4 separate regions of the Sus scrofa genome follow, and all the other regions are linked to region 4. The links are chromatin contacts, called in public targeted proximity ligation maps. All regions are on one chromosome and are shown on one strand. The core of a region is the stretch at or near the end of the contact, and the rest is flanking DNA. Distances in the headings are between cores, read along the strand shown. Region 1 overlaps CPQ (carboxypeptidase Q). Region 2 overlaps CPQ (carboxypeptidase Q). Region 3 has its middle 75 kb from the start of MTDH. Region 4 has its middle 71 kb from the start of TSPYL5.

Evidence for each region.
Region 1: a contact with region 4 is called in a targeted proximity ligation map of alveolar macrophages. A contact is called at or near these places in 1 of 47 Hi-C or Micro-C datasets (embryonic fibroblasts) and 1 of 2 datasets of targeted methods (alveolar macrophages).
Region 2: a contact with region 4 is called in a targeted proximity ligation map of alveolar macrophages. A contact is called at or near these places in 1 of 47 Hi-C or Micro-C datasets (liver) and 1 of 2 datasets of targeted methods (alveolar macrophages).
Region 3: a contact with region 4 is called in a targeted proximity ligation map of alveolar macrophages. A contact is called at or near these places in 1 of 5 promoter capture datasets (liver), 13 of 47 Hi-C or Micro-C datasets (alveolar macrophages, brain, embryonic fibroblasts and 10 more) and 1 of 2 datasets of targeted methods (alveolar macrophages).

Annotation. Positions count from the first base shown.
Region 1 is chr4:39,660,895-39,666,615 of Sscrofa11.1, reverse strand. All of the region lies in intron 3 of CPQ (carboxypeptidase Q), which reads left to right. It overlaps LOC106510014 (a long non-coding RNA gene), which reads right to left and starts at 1,043. Exons shown (of 3, transcript XR_002343196.1): 1 at 1-1,043.
Region 2 is chr4:39,636,662-39,642,594 of Sscrofa11.1, reverse strand. All of the region lies in intron 4 of CPQ (carboxypeptidase Q), which reads left to right. Among named protein-coding and RNA genes, the nearest start is that of CPQ, 220 kb to the left of the region's middle.
Region 3 is chr4:39,185,342-39,190,858 of Sscrofa11.1, reverse strand. No RefSeq gene overlaps it. Among named protein-coding and RNA genes, the nearest start is that of MTDH, 75 kb to the right of the region's middle.
Region 4 is chr4:39,430,567-39,436,373 of Sscrofa11.1, reverse strand. No RefSeq gene overlaps it. Among named protein-coding and RNA genes, the nearest start is that of TSPYL5, 71 kb to the right of the region's middle.

The sequences.
Region 1 (5,721 bases), core at 3,171-5,670, 230 kb before region 4:
AGCTGATGGCTGTCTATGATTAGGAACGCAATTCTAGAAAAATCTTATTTCAGTTTGCTATTCCAAATCATTCCTGGGATTTCTAGACCTAATATGTTGCATTTCACTACTTGAAAGGGAATTATTATCATTTCCAGATGAATGTGCTTATGAGTATTTGAGTAATTCCTTTAGTTTCCTAAATCACCATACCCATCCATAATTCCTAACTTCAAATCAAGCCAGTACTTTTGGCACCTCAACCATAATTCCTAAATCAGTGGTTCCCTGATTCACTCTTCTGCTGAATGCTAACAGGTTGTTGTGAAGAAAGACTTAACCACTCAAACTCTTTCCAGCCCCCCAGTCTTTGCACCAGCTGTTCCCTTTGGCTGGAGTTTTCTCTCCCAGATCTTCACGTGGCCAGCTCTTACCATTCAGCTTTCAATCAAGATTTACTTTCTTGTAGTGGTCTTTTTAAAGCCAATGAGCCCCTTACCACTCTTTGATACATCATGTGATTTTATTTTTTCACAGCATACGTCACTGTCTGGAGTTATCTTTGTTCACTTAGTCATCTCTTGTCCTTCAACTAGAACATCGAAGAAGTTCAGAGGCCTTACCTATCAAGTTCATTCCTCTACCCCCACCACATATGTAGTACGGTGTCTGCCACATAGTGGTTTGACAAATGCTTGCCGAGTGTATGGATAAAACATTTTGGAAATGATGGGTGAAATAAGGTTGAAGACTTTTCTCCAGAGCAATATAGCATATGATAAATATATTTAGATTAATGGATAGATAGGTAGACAGAGAGAGAAATGAAGGAGCATAGAAGGGCTAGAATATGCCTAGATTAACCTAAACCTGGGGTTTAATGATTTACTGCACACGTACAAGGACATAGGGATGGGAGATATGTAATTTGTCTCTTACCTTTACAGTAATTAATGGTCCCTATACTTTGAAGACTGTATTATGGGATAGGCTTAATGATAAACTAAGATGAGCCCTGTTGGGTGCAGGAGACCCTCCCTCCCTTGTCCCTCTCTCTGTGTCCCCCTAGCTTATCACCATCCAAGGCAACTCACCTCTCTTGAGTAGGTTTTGGAGCAAACCCAGGTCAAAGGTGTGCTTCTCTCCTGTCTGGATTACCTGTGTTACTTTAGGAGCTGATCCTGATATAATTACTTGTAACCATGGAAGCAGGGCTGGTTTCTTTTGACACATGGCATGAGTGCTAACAAGTCTATGCCGAAGCCTCATTTCCTAAGAAGCCATCGGGCAGGGCAGACCCTTAGTGCTTCAGGGCTCCTATCTGGTACAGAAGGCAGAATGGAACACAGTCCTGTATTTCTGTTTGGTTATTGTTGCTCTAGGGTATTTTTACATTGTTGAATATTTCACGAACTAAAATAGTGTATATATAAAATAAAGATAAGTAAACTGTGGTGCTAGGGGACCGTGCTACTAGGCTTTACAGATGTGGGTAGTGAAGCAGGAGTAAATGAATTAGTGTGCTCATTTTCTGCTCAGCATAATTCTTTAATCTTTAGGCAACAACCTGGAATTGACCATTCCAGATGCCATATCTGTGTGAACAAATCTACAGAACCTTCCATGTGTATAAACAGAATTAGTATGGATTTTATTTTTTCTTAGAGAATCACCAACTTATCTATTTCACATTTTGGACCAAAGCTTTATAGTCTATTTTCTCATTTTACCTATTAAAATTGGAGGAGGGGAGTTCCCATCATGGCTCAGAGGTTAACAAATCCGACTAGGAACCATGAGGTTGTGGGTTTGATCCCTGGCCTCGCTCAGTGGGTTAAGGATCTGGTGTTGCCGTGAGCCGTGGTGTAGGTCAAAGACGTGGCTCAGATCCCGCATTGCTGTGTCTCTGGAGTAGGCTGGCGGCTACAGCTCTGATTCGACCCCTAGCCTGGGAACCTCCATATGCCGCGAGTGCAGCCCCAGAGAGACAAAAAAATAAAATAAAATAAAATAAAATAAAAATTTTAATTGGATGAGGAAGTTTAAAATAAAAGACAAAAAAAGGAGGAAGTTTTGAACCATGTTTAATAATTTGTTTAATAATTTTGGATTGTATTCACAAAAAAATTTGGTCTAAATTTATTTTACTGTCCTGGTTTTGGTTATCAGTGAAAAAGCTTGATAAATCATTTGGCTACATTTGAGGATGTTCTATTCGTTTTAATTGGGTGAAACTCACTTATAAAACCTCTGGAGTCTGGTGGCTTGGTGTGTGTGAGAGAGAAGGAGAGTACTTTGATTTTTTGATTGGATTTCCTAAGGCTTATTGATATTTCCAGGTTTTCTACTTCTTCTTGAGTCAATTTTGGTGATTTTTCTTTTTCTAGAAAATTAGTCCTTTGGGCACCTAAGTATAATTTTTAAAAATTGTTATACAGTCTTTCCATAAATTAATTCAATCTGCAATGGAGATTTTATTTCAGTTGTTGATTTCATGGACATTTTTAGCACTATATTCCTCCAAGTATTTTGGAACTTGGGTTTGCTGACTCATTCTGAGTAGGAAGTTTTAAAATTCAGCTTGGGGAGTTCCTCTTGTGGCTCAGCAGTAATGAACCCAACTAGTATCCATGAGGATGCAGGTTCGATCCCTGGCCCTGCTCAGTGGGTTAAGGATCGAGCATTGCTGTGAGCTGTGGTGTAGGTTGCAGACATGGCTCATATCCCAAATTGCTATGGCTGTGGCTGTGGCCAGCAGCTATGGCTCTGATTTGACTCCTAGCCTGGGAACCTCCATGTGCCATGCCCTAAAAAAACTGAACTGAACTGAAATGAAATAAAAGAAAATAAATTCAGCTTGTATTATTGTTTGTATTGCCTTCTCTCCCTCTGGGTTCATTTCTTTCTTCCTGCCCACCCCCATTCCGAGGTTTTGATTGCTTTCACCTGCCCCGTGACATTGCCAGCCCAGAACTAGGTTTTACTGTATCAGCCACCCTTGCTAATGGTGATAACGAGGATCGTGTATTCTGTTAACGAAGCTAGTGGGAGGCTTGATTCAGTGCCTCGTTCAGATTCGTGTCTTTGTCCAGTTCTCCTGCACAGGCTCAAATGTTTCATAAAGCTTTACCTCCTGGCATGTTCCTTTTGTTTCCAGCCACCTCTCTTGAGCTCCACCCTCTTGCTCGCTTTCATACAGTTAGTCTGGCTTAGATTCTCCTATCTCCAGTGAAGTGAATTTTAAATTCTGAACTTTAAATTCTGTCTCCGTATAGGAACAGAGTGCCCAGCAATCATGGCTGGCTTCCTCATCTGGCGCCCTGCAGCCCTGGCTTCAGATCTACTCATTGCCTTGTGATTCTAATCCATTTCTAGTCCACAGGGATGTTTATCTGGTTTTTTGGAGCCAAATTACAACCTTTTGGTTCTCCCTGTTTATATTTCATCTCTAATTGCCACATGTTTGGAACAGAGGAGGCTCATGAAGATGTGAATTTGCTGTGCCATGTTAAAGTCTCATGATTTACTTTGAGATGTGATTTTATTTCTGGTCCTAATTTCTTACCTATAGCTCTCTATGGTTCTGACCTTCAAAGAGTTCAGAAGGTTAATCTTTTTTTAATGTGTTGGTTGTTTATACTCATCATTTGAGAGAAAGGGAGTTACATCATATTTAGTAGAGAATAAACATGCGGAGGTTCCTGGGTCAGAGACTGAACCCGAGCCAAAGCACCAACCCGAGCCACAGCAATGAAAACACCAAATCTTTAACCACTAGACCACCAGGGAACTCTGAGAGTAAATGTCTTTCATGGGTTTATGTGACTAAATTGTAAAAGTCAAAGGAATTAATTGGAAATTTGTTTTTATTGTGTTATGATCACAAAAATGAATATCTTAAGGAACTGAACTAGCTTGATTCTGAGTCAAGTTTTGTTACTAAATAAAAACAAATCAACTGTAGATTTGTTGATTCTCTACCATATTTCAAGTCTTGGGAGAACACATGTGAAGGAAGTAAATGCCACTAAGAGAGGTAGTTGTGGGGCCTCAAGGCCTCTTCAAGGAGATGAAATTCAAAGCCTCTGACCAAGCATTGTAATGTCCCTTCCCCAACCTTGGCAACCTGGCCTCCTCTTCTTGCCCCCTACTAGGAAAAGTATGTGGCCCACTCCTCAGTCCTCCCCTATAGGGGCAATGTACACCCCCAACTAACCAGCAAGTGGATAGGAAGAGCCTATCTTTTCCCAGCCAATCAGGAGGTCAGCAGATGTATCATAAGACCTCTCGTCTCTCCTGGGCTATAAAAACAGACAGGACCACATGCCCTGGGTCTGCTCTCCCTTCCCATCAGAAAGTCATCCTCCTGCACAAGCAGCATCTCTTAGCTCAAGAAACTCTTCTTTCTCTTCACCCTGCTTTGGGTGAAGAAATTCTTCTTCTGATTCATGTGCACAGACCACAACAATAGTGTGTTTCTCAGCCCAGGGATGGGGATGGAAGGCAGGCTTCTGTCCTCTCCCCATTAGAAGTACAATGAGTCAGGAATGGGAAACTTTAAAAAAATTTTTTTATCATACTTAATTTATAATGTTCTGCCAATTTCTGCTGTACAACAAAGTGACCTAACTATATATTTTATGTGTATACACACACACACACACACACACACACACACATTCTTTTTCTCACTATCCTCCATCATATTCTATCACAAGTGGCTTAGTTCCCTGTGCTATACAGCAGGATCTCATTTTTATCCACTCCAATTCAATATTTGGCGTTTATTAAGCCCAAACTCCCTGTCCATCCAACTCCCTCCCCCTCTCTCTCCCCCTTGGCAACCACAAGTCTGTTCTCAAAGTCTATGAGTTTGTTTCCTTTCTGAAGATAAGTTCATTTGTGCCATGTATTAGATTCCAGATATGTGATATTATATGGTATATTTCTTTCTCTTTCTGACTTACTTCACTTAGTATGAGAGTCTCTGGTTCCATCCATGTTGCTGCAAATGGCATTTTGTTTTTTATGGCTAAGTAGTATTCCATTGTGTATATATACCACATCTTCTTAATCCATTCATCCATTGATGGACATTTAGGTTGTTTCCATGTCTTGGCTACTGTGAATAGTGCTGCTAGAACATAGGGGTGCATGTATCTTTTTCAGTGAAAGTTTTATCTGGGTATATGCCCAGGAGTGGGATTGCTGGATCATATGGTAGTTCTATATTTAGTTTTCTGAGGTACCTCCATACTGTGTTCCACACTAGTTGTACCAATTTACATTCCCACCAGCAGTCATGGAGCGTACCCTTTTCTCCACACCCTCTCCAGCACTTTTTATTTGTTGATTTGTTAATGATGGCCATTTTGACCTGTGTGAGGTGGTACCTCATAGTAGTTTTGATTTGCATTTCTCTAATAATTAGTGATGTTGAGCATTTTTTCATGTGTCATGTGTCTGTTGGCCATCAGTATGCCTTCTTTGGAGAAATGTCTATTCAGGTCTTTTGCCCATTTTTCAATTGGGTTGTTGGTTTTTTTTGTTGTTGAGTTGTGTAAGTTGTTTGTATATTTCAGAGATTAAGCCCTTGTCTGTGCATCATTTGAAAGTATTTTATCTCATACCGTAGGTTGTCTTTTTGTGTTTTTTTATGGTTTCCTTTGCTGTGCAAAAGTGTGTAAGTTTGAGTAGGTCCCATTTGTTTATTTTTGTTTTTATTTCTGTTGCCTTGGGAGA
Region 2 (5,933 bases), core at 1,690-4,189, 200 kb before region 4:
AAAAATCAGCAGCTCCCCCGCTTCCTTGTCCTTGTTTATCTTTCCAGACATCTTCAAGCTGTTAGCATAGCTTTGCTGCTGTCGTCTTTCCATGACGGAAGTCAAGGAGAGCAAAGCAGTCCTGGAGGAATGATTCCTTTGGCTGCGATAAGGAAGCTAGGATGAAAAATGGAACCTTCCAGGTTAACCTAGACGTGGGAAAGAAAGATGGACAGCCATGAGAAGGAAGGGCTATTTGGGAAAGCAGTTTATTCTGATGATCCTATTGCCAACAAAAAAACCCCATACCTTTCCTCTTTGTGTGCTGGTCGAAAGGTGGATTTTGAGTGAGATGGGAAATAACGAAACAACCTGAAATGAGAGTTCCACGTCTGAACAGACCAGTGGTGGTTTTGAACCTGCCTCCTCAACGGAATATTTTAAATTGTAACTGTAGAGTAACCTCAGTTTCCAGTGTAGTAAAGATCAGAACCTTCCCTTTAGTGAAAGGTTTACACTGCTTCCTTAAGTACACATGCGTTTAAATTCATGCTTTTCCTTTGACTTCTAATGAACCTTTCTAATCCTAAATCAGCCCTTTAAATAATTGTTTCTCTGAACAGTAGACGGCTGAAATTGTCTTGGGGCAAATCTTTAGAGCATCATTTTTATTCATATCTTACTAGTGTTTTATTTATTTATTTATTTAGTCTTTTTGCCTTTTCTAGGGCCACTTCCCGCGGCATACGGAGGTTCCCATGCTAGGGGTTGAATTGGAGCTGTAGCCGCCAGCCTACACCAGAGCCACGGCAACACAGGATCCGAGCCAAGTCTGCGACCTACACCACAGCTTGCGGCAACGCCAGATCCTTAACCCACTGAGCAAGGCCAGGGATCAAACCCACAACCTCGTGGTTCCTAGTCGGATTCATCAACCACTGCGCCACGACAGGAACTCCGCTAGTGTTTTAAACATGGAGAAATGGAAAGGTGGTTATGCATTTTTTTTTTTTTAACTTCTAAATAGGCCAGTGTCTCTCAGCTTTGGCATTACTTGACATTTGGGCCAGATAATCCTTTGTTGTGAAATCTGTCCCTTGCATTGGAAGCTGTTTAGCAGCATCCATGACCTGTACCTACTAGATGCCAGGAGCACCATTCCCCCGCCCCCTCCCGGTTGTGACAACCAAAAATGTCTCCAGACATTACCGAATGTCCCCTGGCAGGTGGTGGGTGGAGAGGGTAGCATGTAAAATTGCCCCACAAAAGCAAACTAAGAAAAATCTCGGAGAAACCTGAATTTAGGGTCACTTTGTAAGAAAATAAGACAAACTAATGGGAAGCCTTACCTTGTCTATCCTTGCAAGTTTAGCATCAGTACCATACTGAACAGCTACTATTTGAAAGCGCTTTTAAAAGCTGGGTGTACAGAAGCATGTCCTCTGTTCTTCAGGCCCTTAGACTGAGAATATAGTTGGAGACGTACATATGTACCTACACACATAGTTATTACTAAAGGCATGATAACAAGTCTGCTTGTAGAATTGGGTAAGGTTTGCACGAGAGCCATTGTCCACCAAATAAAACCGAAAAACACTCAGTCCTTCAGGGAAGATCTGGGAGACTCTGTATGTGAATTCTTTCCTCCTCTCCCTTTAAAAAAAGTATTCCTGTGGCTATCTGTTCTCTCTGTCATAACTTCATTCCAGAATGAAGTGGGCCCTAGAGATGAAGCAGGCAGGTACCATTTTCCTCTTCCTAGGACACAGATATTTATTTGAAAGTTAATTTTATTTTAATGGGTTCCCACCAGCTTGACTGCAGGCAGAGTGGTAGTGTAAAAGGAGAGCTGGACCCATCTCAGTGGGATTTTTAGGTCATTCTATGCCACAAATTACTTTTTTGGCCCCTGGAAGGTCATTTGAACTCCCTGGACTTTGTTTTCTCCATTTCTGTTCAACTGCTAGCTTCCAGAGTATTTTATCCACTCTAGATTGGAATAAAAATTGTGCCTCTCTAGGCTTGGAATCTTACTTCTTTAGTACTCAGCATGGGACCCTAAATCACTGTTAATTGAGTTGAATTCAATTGCATGAGTAAATGTCAAACAGCATGCAAAGGTGAATTGAGTATCTTTTTCCAGCTCTGAAAGTACATTGACTTCAGTTGCTTTTGATAGCTAGTAATCTGTCTCCATCAATTCAGGGCTTAACTCTCCGATAGCGTTCTGAAAAGCTATATAAACATGAATAAAACTCTAAAATAAAGAGGAATATTTCTTTTGAGTAGGTGTTAAGAGGCAGCATGGCATACTGTAAAAAAAAAAAAAAGCAAAACAAAACCTCTGAAACCAGACTGTCTGGGTTCAAATCCCAGCTCTGCAATTTAGTAGCAGGTGGTCTTAAGCAGGTTACTTTGCCTTTTTGTGGCTGTTTTCTCATCTGTGAATTGGAGGTAATAATAGTTCCTATCTCATAATGTTGATTTGAAAATTAAATAATCAATTCCCTTAATAATTAAAACAGTGCCTAACCCAATCCTAATACTCCATAAATTTTAACTTTTGTCATTTACTAAGCATGACTCTGACAGTACCATATTTTTTATGTAGGAGAGGATTATATGTATTATATATGTATGTATATATATGAAATGTGTGTATATAATATATATTATATATATAATACATCTATATTTTTAACTCCCACCCACTTAGTGATTGCTTTGCCTTCTAACTCAATGTATTAGTTGTACTGATATAACTCCAGGGCCAGCTGCTATGATATCCCTATATATCCTTTCCCTTTATTATTTAAGTCACCACCCCTTGTATGATGGAAATCCACTGACCTCCTTCACTTGTTTTCCACTTTCATACTAAATTTGTAAGAGTCTGAATTTCTCCTGGTCACTTCCTGCTTCCACTTCCTACTCGCTAAGTGCACACTTCCTGCTTCCACTTCCTACTTACGCTGAATGCACAGAACCCACGAGATACCTCATATCCTGCGATTGCACTCACTAAGTCTTACTCTTTAATTTTAAAATTAGAATTAGATTGTCAAGTTCTTTTTGTAGATTGTCCATGTGTTTTAATATGAAAAACTAGATCTGACATAGACATATGCATTCTAGATGAAACTTCTGACATACTTGAGTAAGAAATAGGACTTTGGGCTAGAGGCCACAAAATGGGTTCATAATTATATTACTTAATTACATTGAGCCCAAACTATTTGGTTGGTGACATATGAACTCTCTATGGCAATCTATTTTTCCAAGAAAAGTGAGACTCCTTTTGGCTGCTGTTCCTTGGACAATATGTCATGCAGAATGCATGTCAAAGTCCCTCAGTGGGGCTTGTTAATTTGAAGTGTTGGTCCAGTGGGACTTTCTGATATTTAGGAATATTGTTCTAAGAGTCATCCTTCACGTCTCTTCCCCTTTGTTCACTTCTTTCACTACTCATTGTAGATTCACTCTTTTGCCCAAGCCATCAGCTAAAACCATATTCAGTTAATCTAACAGAAGAGGTATCTGTGCTTTGCAAATAAAATCAGTCATTCCTAAGTAACTGTCAACAGAAGGCTATTTGCTGTGAAATGCTGTTGAATGCTTTTTTGTGTTTGTGGTTTACTGGACATGAAACTGTTTATTTGAAATGTCATTTCATGGAATGTTCTGGTGTCAGTGGACAAAGCCTATGGCCAAAGATGTTATGCTTCAAAATGTGCATTTGGCACATAAATAATAAACCACCATCCATCCCAAAATTCTTCCAACTTTACCATTTTCTGTGAAGTTGGAATTTTAAGTTTTCAAGCCTACACAAGGGGCAAAAATTAGAATTAGCAGTACTACATGGTCGTTGCAATGTGAGATATATGTGAAACATCTTTTTAGAGAAGCATTAAATATAAGCATCTTGACTGTAATTTTTATAAAGCTTGAAAATCTACGTGTTAGAAAAATATTTTATTTATATATTTCTTCACTTGTTCACTCAACAAATATTAACTGTGTACTGATTGCATGTCAAGTGTGCCAGGTACTTTGTAACAAAGAGGAAGGAGACATAGTCCTTGAAGTCTTTGAAGTGGGAGAGATGTTTAATTCAAAAATTGCAGTGAAATTGTTATCAGCTCTTTAATTGAAGTGTGTGCAGATTACTTTGGGCAGCTCATGAAGGAAGGGAGCGGTGAGGCTTGGCTGAGTCAGGGCACCTTCGTGAAGGTGATCTTTGAGCTTTCTTTTATAAAGATAAATAGAAATCCTTGATGGAAAGGGGGCGCAGTGAAGAATTCCCAGCAGAGTATAGCGCTTCCTGTCTTGCACGTCATTAAAAATGAGGAGGAAACAGTTGACAGAAACAGGCTTGGGATTTTGGGGGGAATGGAGCATTTGCAGAATGGCAGGAGATACTCTTTTTACTGGATATACTTATATAACATTCGATTTTTGTGTAACAAACATGTTACTTTGGTAAATAGAAAAAAAAAAAAAAAAACCCTGAAAGACAAAAAAGAGATTCTTGCTGTTGCCATCGCCATTAACACTCTGTTAATAGGAACGATAAGCAGAGGTAAGTAGGAAGAATCACACAGGAGTCACCAAGCCCTCCAGGCCCAGAAGTAATCAGGGGACACAGCTGAAGCCATGGTGTAGTTAGTCTTTGGTGTAGTTAGAGCTTTCTGTAGGCATTTCTAATACAGTGGGTTCCCTCTTGGAGGTGGGGGTTTATCCAGGAAGAGTATTTTCTTCTCCCAGGCCCTGGTCAAGCCTCCCTTGGAAATGTCTCAGGAGGTCTAACCCAGAATAACTGGGTGAGGGAAAGGAAAAGCTTCTAAAAAATGAACACCTAAACGGTAGAGCTAGAGGTTGCTGGAGCCTGAAGCCAACTAGGACTGGTCCAGATCTGGAAAGGAGATCCCGTTAGAAAGGACCTTCCCCTGCAGTCACATAAGTTTGGGAAACTCCCATTTCTTTATTCATCAAAAAAAAAAAAACATGTGGTGGGCATGTCTTCTCTGTGGAGTGTGCTTTGGGAAACGTTACTCGGGGGCGTTACTGGTGTCCCCAGAACTGAAGAAGCATCGAGGAATCCTTGCTGAGTACACTTCATGGAACTGAGTACAACTGGCCTTGGATTTATGTTCACTCTAGATTTTTGAGCCTGTCTTTGGAATCTTGCATTGGCTGGAACATGGACAAATAGAACCATAGAATGGTTCCTTACCTGTCATGGTAGAGGTTATTCTTATATTATTCCCTGAAGAGCATTTACACCCACCCAAGTGCAAACTTTACCCAACATATAACTGCATAGCTGCATCAGCTGAGCCTATTTTATTAAGATGAATGTAGTACTATTGGGAATGTTTGCTACAAGCTCTCTCTGCCAGGTTTTTCTATGACCGCCAATAACATCAGAATTTGGGAGGATTTATTTACTTCCAGAAGGAATTTTTTTTTTTTTATCTTAAAACATTCCGCAAACTCTTTCCTGCTCCCATTTTGGATGCCATTCCTCTACAGTTATTTTGTGAACACAAGGAGGGTGACTTAAGCCCTGGGAAAGGTGTTCTGTTGAAATCACCTCAATATTTGAGGAAATAATATGTCTGCTTCTGGAACAATAAATCAGCTTGTTTCAAGTCTTAGGAAAAACATGTTTTCCCCAGCATTAAATTTTATTTTTCCTAATTTGAATTTTAATGTGTCAATGGTTGTTTGCCTTTTTTTTATGAACAGAATTTGGCCTGGACTTTTTATGATTGTATCTAGAGATGCAAATACATAGAACAGTGGAAGAATTGGAAACTAAGAATTTGCTTGCTTTTCCCCCTTTTTTTCTTACTTCTACAAGTAGGTTTATAGTCAGGAGGCATTTGTGGCTCCCTTTCATGATCTTTAGAGGAGGATTTCTCATTTTTTATTCAGACATGTTCTTCCTC
Region 3 (5,517 bases), core at 264-2,763, 250 kb after region 4:
TTTGGCGTTTCCGTCGTGGCGCAGTGGTTAACGAATCTGACTAGGAACCATGAGGTTGCAGGTTTGATCCCTGGCCTCGCTCAGTGGGTTGACAATCCGGTGTTGCCGTGAGCTGTGGTGTGGGTCGCAGACACAGCTCGGATCCCTAGTTGCTGTGGCTGTGGCGTAGGCCAGTGGCTACGCTCTGATTCGACTCCTAGCCTGTGTACCTCCATATGCCACAGGTGCAGCCCTAAAAAGACCAAAAAAGAAAAAAAAAAAAAAAAAAAAGGTGATTTATAGTTTTAAAGTACTCCTAGTGATCCTAATGGGCAGCCATGAAATTTTTTAATCCTTGTTTTAGAGGCTCACAAACAAAAATCACAATAATAATAAATGCTTCCTGGGTACTTACAAGGTGCCAGCCACTGTGACAGGTATTTAAAAGCATCATCTCGGCCAGTCCTCAAAATCATTCTCTGAAATGAGTGCCTTTACTCTTCCCCTTCATTGGGAGAAACTGAAGCTCCTACAGCTTACCTGCCTCACCCCGCCGCCCCCCCCAACACACAGTGACTAAACCAGGGGGCAGGATTCAGACTCCACTCTGTCTGCACCAGAACCCAAGTCAGGCTCTCCACCAGCACCTCCCCCTGCCCTCCACTGGAGCCACGTGACTAGCAAATGAGCTTGGAGGAACCCCCCAAATCTGACTTTAACTGGGGGAGAGAGAGAAGGTGAAGAAATTTGCCATGCCAAACGAGTCTTAAAACTCAAACGCTTTCTGACCCAGCATTGTTAGAGCATTTTTCTTTCTCATATTTCAAATGTACGGTTGACCCTGGACTATATTAAAAATGGGGGTTTCATTTAATTTTATACTGCATTTCATAAAGCAGTGTTGTCTCACTCTCAGAGTTCATAGTCCAAAGAAAAGCATACATGATGAGGTTTAGGGGAGGGAAAGGGCCTGGGGACCCCCAAATCTCTCCCAGTTAAGAGAGATACCCCTGTCGCTCTCCCTGCCTCCCCACAAGCCATAGTAATATGTAATGTGTAATAAGCTTAGACCATCCACAAGCTGTAGGATCTCTCTTCCTCTGCTAAGTTAGAACAAAACCCATTCTCATGAAAATATTGAGGTTCTGTGGTTGTCTGTGGTTCTCACAGAGCACTTGGGGGTTCTGAGGGTCCTCCTGGATGAGGGGGGAGGTAACTTGGAGGAAAAGAAGATAGGGCTGAGCTGGGGATCCTGGAGGCTCTCCATCCACTTTATCAGAGCAACCCAACTTTTCTTTCCTTGACCTATTAAACGTTACATAAGCTTGGGTTTGAAGAGTGGGCTGTTGCTCTGTTGAAAAGAAAGTTTGGAAACCACTGTTCTAGTTAATCAGTAGTGACTCTGACCCGAACTGAATTACCAAAGTTCAAAGAATGGGATTACAACAAAATATACTTCATCCTAAACATGTACTGAGCCAATGTGGATGATTCAAGAAGTAGCACAAAGACTTAGGGAAGTGGTGGTGAGTCAAGCGTTCCAGTTGGTAGAAGGATGATAACAGCGTTTGTCATTCTTGGCTCTCCCAAAACATTATATGTACACAGAATAAACCCTCAAAGTCGCTCTTTTTTTCCTTTTTTTTTTAATAGTTATTTCCCATATGATTTTTTTATCTATTGTACAGCATGGTGACCCAGTTACACATACATGTACACATTCTTTTTTCTCACATTATTTTCCTTTTTTTTTTTAATTGAAGTGTAGTTGATTTACAATATGATGCTAGTTTCAGGTTGACGGCAAAGGGATACGATTATACATATAAATGTATATATACACTCTTTTTTTTTTTTTTTTTTTTTTTTTTTTGTCTTTTTGCCATTTCTTAGGCCACTCTCTCGGCATATGGAGGTTCCCAGGCTAGGGGTCCAATCGGAGCTGTAGCCACCGGCCTATGCCAGAGCCACAGCAATGCAGGATCCGAGCCGCGTCTGCAACCTACACCACAGCTCACGGCAACGCAGGATCCTTAACCCAATGAGCAAGGGCAGGGACCGAACCCGCAACCTCATGGTTCCTAGTCGGATTTGTTAACCACTGCGCCACAACGGGAACTCCCGACACTTTTTTTTATTCTTTTCCATGATAGTTGAAGAGAAGATCCAAGTGGCCCTTAATAGAAGCTGAATCCCTGCTTAGAGACCGCTGTGAAAGCATCAGGGAAGCTCGTCATTTCTCCACGGTTCAGAAGCCTCACGCAGCCTTCCTGTCCTCTGCAAACAGAGCAGCAGCAGCTGATCTGGGGCCACCTGGCAACAGCAGAAGAGGGGGCCGCTTTGGAGGAAGCTGCATGCACCACCTTGCCAAATGGCACTGCCTGATTTTTTTTCCCCTGATATTTAAAGTGAGATGTTCAATAGTATTTTTTAATAACAGTTATGCCACTTTCTGATCATAAAAATGTGTTTTGAAAGGCAACTGACTTCAGACTGTTTCAGCTTGCTGCTCAGATCTCCCAGGCCAAGAATGACAGAACCTGCCTTCTTATTAAAAATGGGGAGAAGGAAAAATTACAGAGAGGGAACAAATTATTCAACGAACTATGCTGCAAAAAGTTTTGTTGTTTGCTTACATGGGTGAGATTAAGCCACGTGGACACCACAGATATTTTCACTTCAGTAAGAGCTTCCGAAGAAACTTTATGGCAGCATGCTATAGTATATCAGATAGGCACCCCGCCTTTTGTTTAATCATTCTCTTATTGTTGACCTTTAAGATGATTAGCACTTGTTTTTCCTTTTTTTTTTTTTTTTTTTTTTTTTTGGTCTTTTTGCCATTTCTTGGGTCGCTCCCACGGCATATGGAAGTTCCCAGGCTAGGGGTTCAATCGGAGCTGTAGCCGCTGGCCTGCTCCACACCCACACCAATGCGGGATCCAAGCCATGTCTGCGACCTACACCACAGCTCACAGCAACACCGGATCCTTAACCCACTGTGCAAGGCCAGGGTTCGAACTCGCAACCTCATGGTTCCTAGTCGGATTCGCTAACCACTGCAACACAACGGGAACTCCTTTTTTTTTTTTTTTTTTTTTTTTTTTCTTAATTGCCATTCCTGTGGCATATGGGCGTTCCCAGGCTAGAAGTCAAATCGGAGCTGCAGCCACAGGCCCACGTCACAGCCATAGCTGGATTTGAGCCAGGTCTGTGACCTACGCCACAGCTTGCAGCAACGCCAGATCCTTAACCCACTGAGCAAGACCGGGGATCGAACCTGCATCCTCAGGGACACTATGCCATGTTCTTAATCTGCTGTGCCACCACAGGGACTCTGGTTTCCACTTTTGAGTTATGATAAATGACATGGTGGTGGACGTCTCTGAGAACAAGTAAAGGTCTGCACAGATTATTTCCGCTGCATAAGTAAGTGGCAATAGTAGAGTTTTTCACACCGTATTTTAATGAGATGCACCTTCCTGGTCGCCCCTTCCTTTCACTATTCCTTGTTCTTTCGTGCTTTGTGACCTTTCTTTACTTGGCGCCTTTCATGATTTCTGCATGTGCCTCTGGGTTTCTGTCCTATTTTATTTTCAAAGATTCTTCTGGGGAGTCTATATTCATGCCGCTGTTTGGGGTGCCCCAGCCGTCAGAGCTGAGCTCTTAATCAGGGACCGTGCCCTCAATGCTGAGGCAATCTCGTACCATCTTCCAGCCTATTAGACCTTACGAGCTATTCCCCAGGACCATTCAGTACATAACTCAGATCTTGCATTCTCCTCTGCTTCTAATACCCCTGTGTTTTCAAAGCATATATATTAAAATGGGTAGAAAACAGGCTATATAACACAAACCTGCAGTTTCTGAACTCTGTCTCTTTCCCTGGGAAATCCCTTATGCTTAGAAACTATGGCTTTTGTATGATTTTTTTTTTTAATCAGAGTTGCACTGGGGAACATGGCAGAGTTGCTGAAATTTGCACTCATTAGCATCCAAGCTGTAGTTAAACACCTTTCTATATTCAGTGCTGGAGCAAAAGAGGCTCACAGATCTATAGCGGCCCTCTCCCAATGGCTAAATTAAATGAAGCCAAATTTTAGAGTCTCTGGAAACACAAAGAGGTTCCAAATCTATCCAAGTGTCTTCAGTTCTTAATGATTTTACATTTTACTTGGGCTCTTGCAGGCTCTGAAAAAAAAAAAAATCAGTGTGGAGGTTGTCTGTTTCAAAACTCTGATTTATTTTTATGTATTTTATTTATTTGTCTGTTTGTCTGCTTTTTTGGCCATCCCGCCGCATATGGTGTTCCCTGGCCAGGGATCAGATCTGAGCTGCAGCTGCAGTAACGGCCAGATCCTTAACCCACCGCATAGGGCCAGAGATTGAACCTGCATCCCAGAGCAACCAAGATGCTGTGAATCCCATTTCTCCATAGCCAGAACTCCTCAAAATTCTGACTTAAAGGTCTCATCCTTGGAGTTCCGTCGTGGCTCAGTGGTTAATGAATCCAACTAGGAACCATGAGGTTGCAGGTTCCATCCCTGGCCTTGCTCAGCAGGTTAAGGATCCGATGGTGCCATGAGCTGTGGTGTAGGTCGCAGACGTGGCTCGGATCTGGCGTTGCTGTGGCTCTGGTGTAGGCCGGCGACTACAGCTCTGATTAGACCCCTAGCCTGGGAATCTCCATATGCCACAGGTGTGGCCCTAGAAAAGACCAAAAAAAAAAAAAAAAAAAAAAGTCTCATCCTTTGCAAAGCTCCTGGGGGCATGACGCCCCACCCCAATACTGTATGGCTGCCAACGTTCCCAGCACAGCTTCACCACCAGTTCCACCTTTTGTTAAAGCACGAGGCTTACTAACTCCAAGGTCAGGGACGTGGTCGCAGTGGACCCCAGTGAAGCCCGGCTATTGAGCAGAGGGAGTTCTGGATGAAATCAATGTTTCTCTTCTCTGCTATGGAAACTGAATAAAGAGTCTTCCCCACGCACAAACATATCTGATAAAATTACACAGAGCATCCTGCTAGGGGAAACTGGGGCCATTTAGAATGCAGCCTTTCTCTTCCTGCTACAAACTTCTACAGTATCTATTTTAATGAGAAAATGAATCTGACCAGGGCTGAAAAGTGGCCCCAAGGCACCTGGATGACCATGACAGTTGTTAAAATATAAAAATTCTTCAGTATCAAGGGGTAAATAAATATCTTTCCAGCATACTCTCCCCAACATCCTCCCCAGGTTCCAGCCACTAAAAGGTTAACATCTGGCACAGCTGAGGCTCCAGCACCTTAATTCTGCCCCATTGGATCCATTCCAACTGCTGATCCAGTTCAGGAGGAATAAATATTTTGAATAACATTCTCAAACCTGAATGATATGTCAGCTGACCTCAAAAATCATGGGACATCAGTTCACGATCATTTTAGGGAAATACTATTTAATCTCACCTTCAATTATTCAACAAATAGTTATTAGGCACCTGCTCTGCAGCGAGCAGAGCCTAATCCTGCCCCCAGGAAGCTCACAGTCTAGTGACAA
Region 4 (5,807 bases), core at 369-2,868:
TATCTAAGGTTCATCAGATAATTGATGGGAAAAGGCCACTTAATGTAAATTCACTTAAAACCTAATGAAGCGTTATAATGAATAGAAAAAGAAGGATCAGTTGGAGTTCTATCTTGAAAAATTAAACTAAAAATTATAGAATTTTATTTTATTGTATATTTAAGACTAGGTTATAATGAAACCGTTGAGCTAATTCTTGGAACACAGGCTAAAAGGAGGGTTGGAAAGGCTCTTCCTGATAAATTGAGTCAGGGACTCTTGTGCTGCCCCTTGAGTCCAAGGGAGATCCCAGGGTCACAGCTGAGGGAAACAGAGTGGAAGAGAAGAAGGAAGGTGACATAGCGTATGCATTGTCAAGGTCACTCCTGGTGGCAAAGAAGGGCATTGTCTCACCAGTGACCCTCCAAGGAGGGCAGAGTCGTCCACCTGGCCACTGACCACAAGTGTCCTTCTCACCAGCTCCCTGCTCTGATGGCTCATGCGTTTTCCCCGGGGTCACTGATGCTCCTGGCACTTCCGGGCTACTTGTGCCTGTTGGAAGAGCAGCAGCAGAACCAACACATCAGAGAAGCCCAGGAAGGACATAAAGGGTAGGAGCCATCAGTGGGGATGCCCACAGAGAAGCATCTTCCATCCTGAAGTCCTGCTTGTGGTCAAGTTGAGGCCAAGAACAAGCACTGAGTCTGGCCATCAGAGGTGATCAATCTCTGATGTCATGGTCACATAACACGAAAGCATCCTCATCTGAATTGCAATGCAGTCATGATGAAGACCATTGCAGAAGCCCTGTGTGGATATCTGAGGCCTTCGTCACTGTTCCCCAAAGGTCTTTCTTATTCCTTTCATGTTCTTCTCTTTTAAACCACTTTCCATAACCTCTTCTTGCTTAGCTTCTCTTCTCTGCCTGTTAACTGTCCTAACCCGCCAAACATCTGTCAATGGCTCTGCATGTGACGCCAGCAATTCTCCAACAGTGGTTTTATCTGCTTCACAAAACGATGCATCTCTTCCAAGGCAGGGGATTCCTCCTTGCGGTGAACTTGTCGTGCGTTTGCCGTTAGCTGAGAGCATAGCCACCGAGCAACAACATCCTCAGAAAACACAGCTTTCCTCACCTGTGTCTGAGGACTGAGAGGGCTTCCCCCCACCATGACTGCACCTAAGGCAGCTGAGCCCCAAAGATGAACAAGATCACAGAACTCTATTAGCGAGTGCCAGAAACATCGTTGACAAATGGGCTTTCGCAGGGGATAGAAGACAGAAAAGCCCTGCCGCTAAAATCCTGGATACAACCAACCACCTCATGCCACGCATTGACCCCAGTCGCAGCCCCGGGTTTTGAGCAGCCTGGATATGTAGTGTCCTCTGCTGGAAGAATATGCAAACGGATGGGACGTGGGGGAATTGCGAGGATGTCTCCAAAAGCCCTGAGTGGCGGCAAGAATACAAGGGCATAGGGTGTGACAAGCAGCCAAGTCAGACAGGAGCTATGTCACTTCATTTTTCAAGAGTGACGTTGTGAAATCCAAATGGCTTCAGAGGTCAAGTGTCCAGGATGTGGTGGATATTTGTTTCAGGACCTGAGCCCAAAGCGTCCATCTGAGTCAGGCAGTAACCGAGTACCACACGGGGGCGCTGCCAGCAGCTCCTCCGACAAAAGCCTGGAGCTGCTCTGAGCCGTAAAGGGCCAGGTGAAATCCGCAGGGATGGAGACCGAGCTTCCTCTAGAGGGCCCAGCCCTTTGTTGTAAAGGGTGATGATTACAGTTGGTTTGACCCGGGCAAAGTTGTTCTTGGGCAGAGGGAAGCCACTGCCAAGGGAACAGATGCCAGGGCCAGTACCAGTGGGTGGGCACTGCCCTTTGACATCAGTGGCAGGACGAGGAATGCTGCGATGGGGCAAAGGGCAGGTTCCACGGAATAGAGCAGGAGCAGCCAGTTCAGCTGGCCAGAGGGGCTTCCTGGAAGAAGAGGCACTTCAACCTTGAGAAGGGAGGAGTAAAAATCTCCCTCATTCTTAAACTTGAAATACTATGTAAGCCCTGAGATTAGCTGAGTTCTTTCTTGCCATAAAAATTACCTTTAAAAGGCGGGGGAAGGAGAGGAAAGTTGATTTTATCTGAGCCTATACAAAGTCTCATTTCTCAGAGTAAAAAGTCTCTTCTCTAAAACTTTATCTGGACCAATGAAGGCCTGTTTAGGGAAAGCATATTAAGCTAACATGACCTCTGTGGATGTTAGCTTATAGAGATGCTAGTTATAGAGATGTTTATAGAGATGACCATATAAATTTGGCGAAAAATTTAGAAGGCAAAGGGGAGTCCCTTCTGTGGCACAGTGAGTTAGGGCTCCAAAGGCAGCAGCTCAGGTCACTGTGGAGGCAAGTGTTCCATCCCTGGCCCTGGGCATTGGGCTAAGGAGCTGGCATTGCCAAGGCTGTGGCATAGGTCACAGCTGTGGCTCGGGTTCAACCCCTGACCCAGGAACTTCCATATTGCCACAAGTGCGGCTATAAAAATTTTTTTAATTTAAAAAAAGGTTAAAAGGGAGTTCCCTTCATGGCTCAGTGGTTAACGAGCTTGACCAGGATCCATGAAGGTGTGGGTTCCATCCCTGGCCTCGCTCAGTGGGTTGAGGATCCACTGTTGCTGTGAGCTGTGGTGTAGGCTGACAGCTGTAGCTCTGATTCAACGCCTAGTCTGGGAACCTCCACATGCTGTGGGTATGGCCCTTTGGAAAAAAAAAATGTTAAAAGAAGGCAAAGAATATAATACCAATTTGTGACGATTGCTGAGGTGGTGGCCTCCCAGTTGCATTAGATGTTGGGAACAAGCTAGCTAAAGAGCCCTCAGGATGCAGCATAAGTGATCTGCTTGAAATATCATCATAAAAACAATGGGGAGGTTCCTGACCATTTTCCTCAGATTCGGAAGAGCTGCACCCAACAGTTGAGAGGGGAGAAAAAGCCAGAGATGTGTTCTGGTGAGAGAAAGACACTGCTGCCCAAGGTATCCGTAGTAAAAGCCAATGTTTTAAAGAAATGAAAATAAAATATGTGCAATGTAATTTTAAACATATGTGTATCCCTAAACTGCTACATACTTGTGTCATTGACTATTTAACCCTTATCCTAGGGTTTGTATAGTCAGGTTGGCAAGACAAAAATGCTCCTGGGGAAGCCTTCTCATTGAGGAGACAGAAGCTCGCTGTCACTTCGAGGCTGCCTTCTAGGAAAAAGGGGCAAAACGACAAGTCACTTCAGAACTTGGTCAACCTGCAAGAATGTATGGAGAACCTCCCTGGATATTGTGGGGGTTCCTCAAAGAAACCAGAGCTCTTGCATCCTGGAGCTTGTGCTCTAACTCTGGAGACCAGATCCATGGCAGGGAAACTATCAGAGCAGAGGAGACGGTGGGGTGGGGGGCGGGCGAGCTTCTGTGCCCCTGGCATGGCCCCCTTGTCAAAGCATGTTCTCAAATTCGGGTCCTCTGTGCCTTGAACTTGGAGGCATCCTGTGTCCGTGGGCACCTGTCAACAGGAGCCAGAGTCAAGGCGGAAAGGACCACATTCACCCAGAAGTGCCCCATCTTGCCAATTCGGCCCCCAGGGAAATGGAGGGGTTGAGAGAGTGGTCCTTGACTAGTCAATGCCAGGCAGGCAAGACACAGGATCCCAGAGAAGCCTGCCTTGGATCCCACCCTGCCCCCCCGCCCCCCGCTACATTGCCAGGCCCCAGCCATCCTTCTGAGTCCATGAGGTCTCCGGAGCACCTCATGAGGTCTCATAAGAAACCAGGAGTGCCAGGGTCCCATCGGGGGCTCTGCAGGCAGTTTGACAGTGCCAAGTGCCCTTGGGCCTCAGCTCCTGCACATCTGTTGCTGTGGAAATGCCACAGACTAGAGCAAGAGCCCCCAAGCTTCATATCAGCTGGGCCCTTTGCCTGTACCCACAGGCCCGCAGCCCTCTGCCACTGGCCCTCTGACACCATGAGGCTCCATCCTGAGCACGCCAATCGGGCCTGGGCCCCGGCTGGCCTGGTCATCCAGGGAACACCTGGGCAGAGCAAGCAGAAAGGACTTTGTTTGCCAGCCACTACCCTGAAGGTGACATTCATCCCTTTTCCAAAGCGTGCACCGTTGGCAACTTCTATGCAAAAGTCCCGGGACCATTATGTGGCACATCCCGTGCTGAGATGTTTATCTTGTTAGCTGTCAAGATGAGGAAGGATGCACGTTGAATGCCATCAATCAGCCTCAAAGGCTACCACTGAAGAAATGCAACACAATAAACACATTTCCTAACATGAGTTGCCAGATCTATACTAATCCTTTATTCAGAGCTTAATTGTAATTGACCCTAAATAGACCGACCATGACCCAGAGACTAGAGGCCTCAAGGTGCCACGTGCTGCACATAGATGGTAAGCTGTGCTTACCATCAGCTGCCAGCGCCACCTGCAGAGATGCGTGATGGAGCCGCTCCCCAGCCTGCATCTGTGTATTTTACCTGTCTTTTGGTACCTAATTACCCTGAAGGAGCCACTGAAAACCAGAGGCTCAGGCCTTGCCACTGAGGCACACAGAAAGCCGAGGGTTGGAGGAGATAATTGCCACCTTTCTTTTCTTTTTTTTTTTTTCCCAGCATGGGGACCAAGTTACACACACATGTATACATACTTTTTCCTCCCATTGTTGTGTTGTGATGTAAGTATCTAGACAAAGTTCTCAATGCTACACAGCAGGATCTCATTGTAAATCCATTCCAAGAGCAATAGGCCAGGACTGTGCCAAGCTCCCCATCCCACCCACGCCCTCCCTCTCCACCCCCCACCCTCCGGGGCAGCCGCAAGTCTATTCTCCAAGTCCATGATTTCGCCGCCTTTTTAATGGCTCTGTCCACCTTTCCAGAGGCCAGAGCATCACCCTGACGTGAGCTCAAGCACAGAGGAAATAGGAGCATGGACTCTGGGGAGACAAAAATGCCAGGGTATTGATGGACTTCAGAGCAGAGAAATGAATAAAACTGCCCCTCCCCCTCCCTGCTGGACCAGCTCTGATCTGGTCTCAGGCAGCGGATTAACTGCTGCCTCATTGTGACACTAGGAGTCTCTAAAGAGGGCTTCTGCCTGATCCCCCGTGTCCTAAGGGGACAGTCGCTCCTATGAGGTCAGGGTCCAGGACTCTGCATTTATTAGAGCCGCACAGAGAGGGGCCTGATATGCAGACTGGAAGTAACCCACCCCTGACCTCGCTAAAGTTCAGAGGAGAGTGAGCTTCTGGTCCAGGGCCCGGAAGCTGTGGCACCAAGTTCAGAAAGGGTAAAATAGACATTGAGAGCACCATTGAATTTTCTCTGAAGGCTCTATTTTGCCTTTAAATCATACAATATTTACATTGTGTGCTTGCTCTATTAAGATGATCAAAATTCGAAATGTCTTCCCAATTCTGAGTAAACCTGATTTCCTGAGGTGTATGTGGGAGTGTGTGTTGGGGGAGGAATGGATCCAACTATGGCCTTCTGTCCTAATAATGGCTAGAATTTCTAGAACACTTACTAAACACTGAAGACTGTGCTAGAGCTTTACCTATCCTAAGTCACTTAAGTTTCTCAATTGCTCGGTGATGGACTATGCTAGTCCACATTTTGCAGATGAGGAAGCTGAGGCTTGAGGAGGTGGCATGAAATCACACACGGCTAGAAAGAAGCAGAGGTGGGGGTTGTGTTTAGTTGTGTCTGACGCCCTAACTGGTGCCCTTGGCCGTTGTAAGTCACACTTTAGGTCTGAAAAGCACAGTCCTGGCCTACAGG